Linked DNA regions of Triticum aestivum: region 2 is linked to region 1. A link is a contact called in public Hi-C data. All regions are on one chromosome and are shown on one strand. Each heading gives the region's core, a stretch centred on a gene start, on an enhancer-like site or on the middle of the called end of the contact. The rest is flanking DNA. Distances are from core to core; before and after follow the strand shown. Region 1 holds the start of LOC123060691 (histone-lysine N-methyltransferase ATX4). Region 2 holds the start of LOC123060693.

What was found. A called contact is a pair of places that touch in the nucleus more often than the background predicts.
Region 2: a Hi-C map of leaf shows a contact between it and region 1, with 2.8 times the contacts expected there. The contact joins the promoter of LOC123060693 here to the promoter of LOC123060691 in region 1. A contact is called at or near these places in 2 of 5 Hi-C or Micro-C datasets (both in leaf) and 1 of 1 datasets of contacts at active chromatin or transcription factors (leaf).

Annotation. Positions count from the first base shown.
Region 1 is chr3A:135,548,932-135,553,854 of IWGSC CS RefSeq v2.1, forward strand. It overlaps LOC123060691 (histone-lysine N-methyltransferase ATX4), which reads right to left and starts at 3,533. Exons shown (of 22, transcript XM_044483511.1): 1 at 2,383-3,533; 2 at 1,980-2,249; 3 at 1,766-1,879; 4 at 1,589-1,657; 5 at 1,435-1,500; 6 at 1,171-1,265; 7 at 990-1,070; 8 at 308-443. The coding sequence starts at 3,123.
Region 2 is chr3A:136,018,007-136,023,108 of IWGSC CS RefSeq v2.1, forward strand. It overlaps LOC123060693, which reads right to left and starts at 1,970. Exons shown (of 5, transcript XM_044483514.1): 1 at 820-1,970. The coding sequence starts at 1,516.

The DNA.
Region 1 (4,923 bases), core at 2,283-4,782:
TTGCAATTATTTCGATGAGATTTGATTGTATTAAGTATTAATATTTGGATTAATAATCTGAGAATTGAAACTAATATATTTATTATATTTGATTATTGTATAGTTGTAGAAAAAATATTGAATATGAGTAGCATGCGTGTGGCATGTTAAGGTAGATCTTTTCCCATGCACAGTGGCATGGTCAGTTGGCATAGTTGCATGTTGAGAGAATTGGAGTTAGTGGGGATCAACTAACTAGGTATATATAGCATTCACATATTATGTTGAACCACAGACGTCCAAGTTGATGAAGATCCTGAGAGCTTACCAAGTCAATTAGTGGCTCCCCAGTGCCCTTGAGTTTAATACTCATCTTCCAATTTTTCTTCCTTGAGCCAGTATGCCTCTCCCACTCATTCAGAGTCATCATCTTTTTCTTGCAAGACCTGCATTCACATAATATCCTGCCAGCAAAAACAATACTCAAATACTAATACTGGTGCAACCGTGCAATGATGCAAGCACACATAAGGAAATCAATGCAACATGAAGACCGCTAGCAACTGTGTGATGGTTTTTATTGCTTCTGGCCCCTAAACATCATATGAATTCCCATCACAAAAGTGACCAATCCTAGGGGTGACTACGGTAAGAACTAAAGCGACCTAAAAGTCACTTGCTTATGCACCAAGTGAAGGTTAAAGGACCAATTGCAAGTATACAGTAGCCACTTCGATTCGGTAACATATGTTTGTGCACTTGTACTTTAGCTCTCAGGTCAATTTTTCTAGCCCAGAAAATGAACCAAAAGAGGAAAGTTGCTGCTCCACGAAAAGAAAAGATGGCATGTTTAATAATTTTAGTATTTCTTTCTGAACAGTTGACTTAATACAAAAAAATATAGTACTCCTACTTAAAATAATAAAACATTAGATTCAGATAGAGTATTGATGCAAATTTAAAGAAACATGTAATCTGAAGATTCAGTAGAAGATATGTCAAATGCTTACATGTGCTTTTCTGGCAAGTACAATGCTTCCATCCCAGAGCAGCACACAGGTATGGATTCAGGCAACTTTTCCTTTGAAGTGCTGGCAAATCTATGCTGGGACATGTTAGAAACTGGCATTTTTTATTTATTATAACAGCCAACAGACATCCATAGGTTTGAGAAAGAAATGAATAACTCACTCTGAACTATTGGAGGTGCTCGTTTGTTCAACTTTCATTACTCTCTTGCGTTTAGACTTACAATCAGGACAGAAATACTCGGTATTTTCTAAATCCTGCAAAATAATGTGTAGTCAGTGAAGCCTATCCCTGGAAGCATTGCATATTACATATATATAACAAACATCATGACATTAAAATCTCAACACCAAACAACATATTACATATATATAACAAACATCATGACATTAAAATCTCAACACCAAACAAAGGTGAACAAACAACCTCCAGGTCACTGCATGTCCGGTCGCATTCTACATGAACCCAAATCTGGCACTCATCACAGCATACCTGCCAAGAAACGGATTGCAGGTCAATGCCTACAAAAATCAAGAGAAGATAATCTATATACCATCACCAAAGCGGTTTCAAGGCTTACCCAGTTTCCGCCATCTGTGTGATGCCAAATTTTCTTGCATATGCCACAGTATTGCTTTGACTGCAATAGCTGCAGAAATAATAGTATTTACCCATGTAAGGCACTAAATAGAAATGAATCGAGTTACTAGAACATATGAAGCACCTTCGTTCAGTCACATGCCAGAGACATACATACCTTTTCACAGTGCCTACAAAGTAACTGCTCTGTTTCTTGCTTCTTTTTCTTTGAAATCTTGGATGGAAGACGATTACCGCAGCTATCGCAACATGCTGCTAATTTAACGACAACCTGCAACACAGTAAATAAATTAGATAGCAGCCTAGCCGAGGAACTGTAATAAATGAGGCAGCTACAAGCTCAGCTATTACAACTCCACACGTCCAATTACCTGAGAATGAGATTGACACTCCTGCTCGTTATTAGAACCAGTCACTTCACGTGCGCCATCGGTGACAGACTGCTCATTCACAGACTTGTCCAGAGAGCAGACCCCGTCCATTTGGAGCTCAAAAAAGCCGCGCTCGGCAAGGAAAGCCTCCTCAATTGCTGCACGGAATTTGCTTGGCTTGAGCTTAAGCTTATGGAGAGATTGTCCCTGGAACCTATCTAGGTACTCCACAAAGGGAAAGATCATCCCTTGCTTGACCCATCCATAGTCCTACAAATGAAGACGGTAATGTGAGCCCACGGAAAGAGAAACAGAAAGGAACCGTTTGGTTCATAAACCAACCAATTCAACCAGGAAAAGAGAACTGCAGCGCTTATCCAGGAAACTGTAATAAATAAATTACCCTGTTTTGGCCGCCGGCAGAGTAACCGAAGAACATGACGCAGAGCGCGCCGGGGACGCAAGAGTTGAGCACAACCTCCGGGGCGTGCTGCAGCGGGTTGATCACTAACGCCGGCCACGCGGGGCTCTTCTTCCCCGACCTTGCCCACACCACGTCCCCGAGCACAAAATCCTCTGGCCAGTAGAAATCCTCTCTCCTGACCTCGGCCTCCTGCTTTGGCTTGCACTCCACCACCGGGGACCTCCCCTCCAGCCCGACATTTCCAGTACCAGCATTGCTCGTGGACGGGACCACAGCGCCCACCACGGGCGTCTTCTCCGGCGCGCATTTCTCACCAGCATTGCTCACGGAAGTGACAACGCTTCCACTGAAACAGCCCGAACTGCCGCTCCTGCTGATGTTCCGGCATGCCCGGTACAGCTCCTCCTCCGTCTGCGCGGGCTCGCCGGTCCACACCTCGGTCTGCACGGCCCCAAAGGCGGAGCCTTTCGGGCCGACGGCGCGCACCTCCACCTCGTACACCTGGCCGTCCCTGTCCTCGACCTTGGGCGGCGCGGGGGCCTTGCAGGCCTTCTTGGCGGGCGGCGGCAGGAGGACGGCCGAGTCCCTGAACCGCGAGGGCAGGACGCGCTCCCGGCGGCGCTTGGCGGGCGGCATGCCCTCGGCGGCGGCGGCGGGGGGCTCCAGCTCGTACGGGACGGCGGCGGTGCAGCGCTTGGGCGGGATGCGGGAGGCGAGCATGGCACTGGCGCCGGCGGCGGCTAGGGCATGGGGGTGGGGACGCGCGACGCCCTGGAACCCCGAATCGGGGCGGCGGATTTGGGTCCTTAGGGTTCCGGCGGCGCCGAGGAGTGGGGATTTAAGGTCGGTCGGGGGAGGGGGGTTGTTCGGTCGGCTCCGAGATGGGGATGGGATTCGAGGCGGAGGCGGAGGCGGATAGGGACGATGCGCGCCGACGCGGAGCCGAAAATTTCGGGTTCCCTCCGTCCGGGCGCCCGAGGGATTGGGGTGGGGTGGGGTGGGACGTGCGGGTTGCGTTTTGAAGTTTTTGGAACAAGTTGTCTGTCGGGGTCGGAACCAGTGCTCCAGTAGGAAGAGGCGAGGCGAAGGGGAGTGAGAGGTGGGGAAGACGACCCAACGCCGCGAGATGGTCGGGCGGGGGCGAACAGAGTTTTCGCGCGGATCTGGATGGGTCCTGGGCCGCTGGCTGGTGCCGTGTGGCGGGCGCTGACGTGAGAATCGGTTCCTCGGCCATTGGATTCTGGCTGGGGCCCTTCTGTTGCTCGGACCGTGGGGGTGGGGGCTGTCCTTCTCTGTGCCGGACCCGGAAGGGAACTCCCGATCGCCGCCGCCTCTGCTTCGCTCCGACCTGACGCCGTGGCCATACTCCGAAGCCGGTGATCGGACCGTAGATGACGTGGCCATGGGTCTCCCAGACGGGCTGCTCGCCGACGTCCTGTCCTTGGTGCGCCGTTGTCGAAATGATCGATTTCAGTACTAGTGCCAAGCCCTCGCCCCTCCCCCCTTCCCGCCCCCGCCGAGCGCCACTCCGGCGCCGGCGTCCACCGCGCCCAGCGCTCACGCCGTGGGTCACTCCGACCGCAGCGGCCACCTCCCCTCTCCTCCCTCTGTGTCTCGCGCTCACGCCGCTCCCGCGCCATGGCCTCGAGCCCGATATCTGTGACCTCCACCTTCAGGCCACCTGGTGAGCGACCGGTGGTCTCGGGGTTGGGGATCTCCTCGGAGTCGGAGGGCTCGGAGGTCCGCGGACCGCGGGCGGAGGCGGAGATGCAGCCTGTTCCCGTGCCGCCTTCGGCGCCATGGGTGCAGCCGCCCCCCTCAAAGAAGGAGCTTTGGAGGAAACGCCATGCCATGGGTGAGCGGAGCAGAGATCCGGTACATGCGTCGGGTGATACGTCTCCAACGTATCAATAATTTTTGATTGCTCCATGCTATATTATCTACTGTTTTGAATGTTTATGGGCTTTATTATACACTTTTATATCATTTTTGGGACTAACCTATTAACCCAGAGCCCAGTGCCAGTTTCTGTTTTTACCCTGTTTTAGGGTTTCGAAGAAAAGGAAAATCAAACGGAGTCCAATTGACCTAAAACTTCACGGAACTCATTTTTGGAAGGAAAGAAGCCCAGAAGACTTGGAGTGCACGTCGGGGGATCTGCGAGGAGGTCACGAGGCAGGGGGCGCGCCCACCCCCCTAGGCGCGCCCTCCACGCTCGTGAGCCCCTCGTGGCCCCCCTGACGTACTTCTTCCGCCTATATATCTCCATATACCCTAAAAACATCCATGAGGAGATTAGATCGGGAGTTCCGCCACCAGAAGTCTCCGTAGCCATCGAAAGCCAATATAGACCCGTTCCGGCACCATGCCGGAGGGGGCAATCCTTCCCCGGTGGTCATCTTCATCATCCCGGTGCTCTCCATGACGAGGAGGAAGTAGTTCTTCCTCGGGGCTGAGGGTATGTATCAGTAGCTATGTGTTTGATCTCTCTCTCTCTCTCTCTCGTGTTCTTGATTTGGC
Region 2 (5,102 bases), core at 720-3,219, 470 kb after region 1:
ACAAAAGCATGCAACATTTGTGCAGGCTTAAATGAGCAAAGATGTGTCACCAATTTTGCACAACTAACTGACACTGGCATGCAAATCCATATGGCATGTGGGTGCTCAATATAAACGTTAGATTTAGGCCCTTATATGCACTCAATCCCAATGCAAGGTGGGTGACTCATGGGTAGTACCAACATATGTTTATACCTTTGGGAAGGATCAAGGATAACAAGAGAAGCAGAAGCCATAAGTAATTTGCAAGGTATCATGAAAACTAAAATTTTAGCTGACATGTAGTATGGAATTCTGGTTGAAGCAGAGGAAATAGCCAGGTAGAATAGCATGCACAAACAACAAATAGCAACACCAACTCTCACTAGACTGTGGGCAAAGCTATAATACTGTGACTCATGAGTCATACTACATGAAACAAAAGCCAGGGATTCTTCCTATATTAAAAAAATTCACTAGTCAAGGAAGTACAAGACAAGCAGATGTGAGATAGGACCAGATTAAGGCAAATGTTACATAATGGAGGTTATGTTCTTCACGATGAGTAAAGTCAGACAAAGGTCAAGTAATAAAGTTTTCATATGGTCATAAACTCATAACATCATATAATATTAGATTCTAGTCTAATTTTAAGTTTAGTAACTTGAGCATTTGAAGTTTCTCCTTCTGTTGTTACCGATATCTCAACAAGAACTATGCAATCTGGTAGGTGTTCATGTTCCATATGATCCTTTGGCCAGTATAGCAAGTGATACTTCATCATGACTATCTATCTACCAACAAGTTTTAAGTATGAAGAGCAAGCTGAAAAATACCTACCATCAGTTCCTCCATTGGAATAATTCTTCGTTTTATCGCTGTCCAAATCTCGTGTTTTCACCTCTTTGTTTCTTGGCGTAGCTTTCAGTGATGCATCATGCCTGCGCTCACTCCCCTTTTCATGATCCTTACTCCTATCCTTCACAATCTTATGCTGCTGATCTGTGCTGTCTTCCTTCAGCGTCAACACTTGCTTGCTTTCCTTTGACTTCTCTGGCTCAAGCTCCCTCCCCCTCTCCTTCACTCGGTGATGCTCGCCGGAAGTATGCTCCTCCAACAATAATGCCTCTTTATCTGACTTCCTTCCGGCAACCTCGTTGGCCCTATCATACTCCTTACTAGACTTCCTTGCAGACTTCCCCTTCTCATCACCATCTGAACTCCTGGACTTCTTCGAGTCATGGTAACCGACTCTCTCATCCTCTTCGCCGTAACTCCACCTGTCATCCCCGGTGGCATTATCCTTCTCCCCTCTGCTCTTCCTCTTCTTCTGCCCGTCAGCCGACGAACCAGATGCCTCGCCCGCGTTGGAAAGCTTTGCAGGCCGCTTCTCGTGGTCCTCCGAGCACTTGGAGGCCCTAACGGCGGCCGCCTTCCAGTCCTCGTGCTCCCGCGGCCGCGGATCCTCGTCGGAGTCCGACCTGTCCCGCTCCTCCCGGTCGTGCTTGCGGGACCTGCGTCGCGTGCTCCTCGGCATCGTGGCGGCTTCCAAACCTCAATCCCACGGCCAAAGGTTCGCCGGAGCGGCGCCTATTATGAAACCCTGCGCCCCCTGAATCCTCAGCAGAGGGGCGGAACCCGGGCAGAGCGTACGCAAATCCACCGGAACTCCTCGTCTCACCGCGGGAACCGCCGAGGACGCTCCGAGCATATATAAGCAAGCAGATGCGGAAACTTCCGGGGAGGCTGCGGGGATTCACCGGGGCTCGAGTCCGACGACGAGGCGGCGGGGGGCGGGGCAGAGCGAACTGGACTAGGATTCGGAGACAGGCGGCGGCGCGGCGGGTGGAGGCTTGGAGGAATCGAATCGAATCGAATCGGAATGGGATACGAGCAGCGGCCGGATAGGCGGAGGAGGGATTGGGATTGGGGATTGGAGGAGGGGAACGGGCGGGGGCGAGAGAAGGGACGCGATCGCGGATTTTTTGGGGATTTATCTTTTTTTTCCTTCCAAAGAAAGTTTCTGTTTCCGCTAGGGCGTCGCGTGTGGCGTGTAGCAGGCGGGCGTGACGAAAATACCCACCGTGCGGTTGCGTCGGCTGAGCGTGGGCAGCGGTTGGTATTGGCCGCGGATCAGGGGCAGCGCGGTAATTTTGGTGGGACTTTCCGTTCGCTTGTGTCCCGTTTTTGTTTTCGGTCTCAACCTTGGTGATCTTTTCTCGCGCAGTTGTTTCTCGTGCGCTTAAGGGACGATAATCTGGAGTATGTGCTGCCCAATGTCAATTGTCACGCTAGCTCATTTCAAAAAAAAAAAAAATGTCCTGTTCATCGCAGCATTTCAAATAAAAATGGTACAACATAAAATTCAAAATTTTGGCAGCATTTCATTTGTATTTTCAAGACAAACAACATAACAATATATATTGACAAGCATGACACATACTATATGACATCAACATAACACAAATTTCAAGTGCAATATCATAAGGTAGCAAGTTCATCCAACACATCCAAAAACAAACGGCCATACATGTCAAGTTCACATACCAAATCGTCAAAAAGCTTAACAAATGACGTCCATTGCAACAAAATTAACCCAATCTGATCCGAAAATTTACACAACACACCACAATGTCAAAAAAAATTGGTTTAGATAATCAAATCTGATGTGATCATTCATGCATCGGCCCATACGCAGTGCATGGTCTTCTCTTCCTTACAACAGCTCGAACAAGAACAGTCATTGCAACAAGTGCAACAAAAACAATGGCTCCTGTAATCATGGTCAGATCCTACGAAGACGGTAAGAGCATGCAGCAATAGAGGTTAAGGCCTATGGTGGATACCATGTTTTAAAAAAAAGGAGGTTAAACCCCCGGCCTGTGCATCAACGCGATGCACACAATCATTCTTATTATATTATAAATAGAGTACATAACAGAGACGGTCCCGGCCGAGCGATTATAAGATATGAAAATAAACACCTACGACTAAGTCGACTTCTTCCGCGGCAACGCCTTCAAGAAAGGATAAACTTTCTCGCGTCATCTTCGGCACATCCCGTCGGAATGGCTTGAACAATGATTTTCATCATGGTTGCCGAGGCCAACCAATAAAGACCAATACAATAGCAAGTACGCGACGTCTTCAACAAGACATCAACATAAATTTGTCGTTGTTGAGCCTGGCCAATAAAGGACATGACAAGATTTTTAACCAAAAAATGAAGTGGTGTCACAATCAACATATCTTGAGTGTTGGAAAACGTAGTAGAAAACAAAAAAATCATGCATACGATCACCCAAGATCAATATGAAGATGCATAACGGGTTGGAATCACAATCGTTACCGTCACCGAGTTACAGCGGAAGAAGAACGTGCAGGTGTAGATCATACTTGGAGTCCCTCGAACCATCGATGAACGATCCCTCGTACCGCCCACGAACAGCCCCTCGAACCGAAGACCGAAAGCACAGCCTCTCTACTTGGTTGCAAGCGTGCAACCTTCACGATTCGGCAGTGCTTCGCCGTCCAGAGCTAATCGTCGCCGGAGAATTAGAGGGAGGGGTTTAGAACCACACATGCCTTCTAATTATGAGGACAAGAGGATTATCCTAGCTCTAATTAGTCAACCAGGACCAATTCAAAATATAACTAAAAGAACTAGAGGAGGCTCCAAAACTTATATATGATTAGTAGAGCAAAAAAACTAGTATATATATGTTGGAGGAGGAGGAGGGGGCAGCCACCAAGGAGGGAAAGTCCCTCCTTGGGGAGTCAACCAAGGGGGGGAGTAGGACTCCTCCCCTAGTCCAATTCGGCCCCCCTTATATGGCAAGGCGGGCGGCACTTCCTTACGGGCCTTCTGTTGGGGAACGCAATATTTCAGAAGTATTCCTACGATCACGCAAGATCTATGTAGGAGATGCATAACAACGAGACGGGAGAGTGTGTCCACGTACCCTCGTAGACCGAAAGCGGAAGTGTTTAGTAACGCGGTTGATGTAGTCGAACGTCTTCACGATCCAACCGATCCAAGTACCGAACGTACGGCACCTCCGTGTTCAGCACGCGTTCAACACGATGACGTCCCTTGAGCTCTTGATCCAGTTGAGGACGAGGGAGAGTTCCGTCAGCACGACGGCGTGGCTACAGTGATGATGAAGTTAACGACCCAGGGCTTCGCCTAAGCACTACGACGATATGACTGAGGTGTGTAACTGTGGAGGGGGGCACCGCACACGGCTAAGACAAATCTTGGAGTGCCTTTGGGGTGCCCCCTGCCCACGTATATAAAGGAGGGAGGTTGAGAGGTCGGCCCTCCTAGGGGCGCGTCAAGTGTAGGGAGTGTCGGTGTCAAAACCGGTGGATCTCGGGTAGGGGGTCCCGAACTGTGCGTCTAGGATCGATGGTAACAGGAGACGGGGGACACGATGTTTACCCAGGTTCGGGCCCTCTCTATGGAGGTAATACCCTACTTCCTGCTTGATTGATCTTGGTGAATATGAGTATTACAAGAGTTGATCTACCACGAGATCATAATGGCTAAACCCTAGAAGTCTAGGCTGTATGACTATGGTAATGAGTGTATGTCTTCCGGACTAACCCCTCCGGTTTATATAGACACCGGGGGGATCTAGGGTTTACAGAGTCGGTTACATAAGAAGGAATCTTCATAGTTGATCGCCAAGCTTGCCTTCGACGCCAAGGAGAGTCCAATCCGAACACGGGTACAGTCTTCGGCCTCCATGTCTTCTCAGCCCATCAGTCTGGCCCAATGGATAACAGGCCGGACGCCCGAGGACCCCTTAGTCCAGGACTCCCTCAGTAGCCCCTGAACCTGGCTTCAATGACGAGGAGTCCGGCACGCAGATTGTCTTCGGCATTGCAAGGCGGGTTCCCCTTTTTCTGAACTCCAAGATAGTCTTCGGATGCAGTGATAGTATCCGGACCTGCAATGCATACCACACACAACCGCGGAGAGGATATAATACTTGCACGAGTCTAATCTGCTAACAACTTTTTACAACATGACATTACGTTTGTCCGGTCACAATTTCGAACCGTTTTTCGTTTGTCGCTCCAGTTTCGAGACACGGTTGCCATTGGCACGTCTTGTCGAA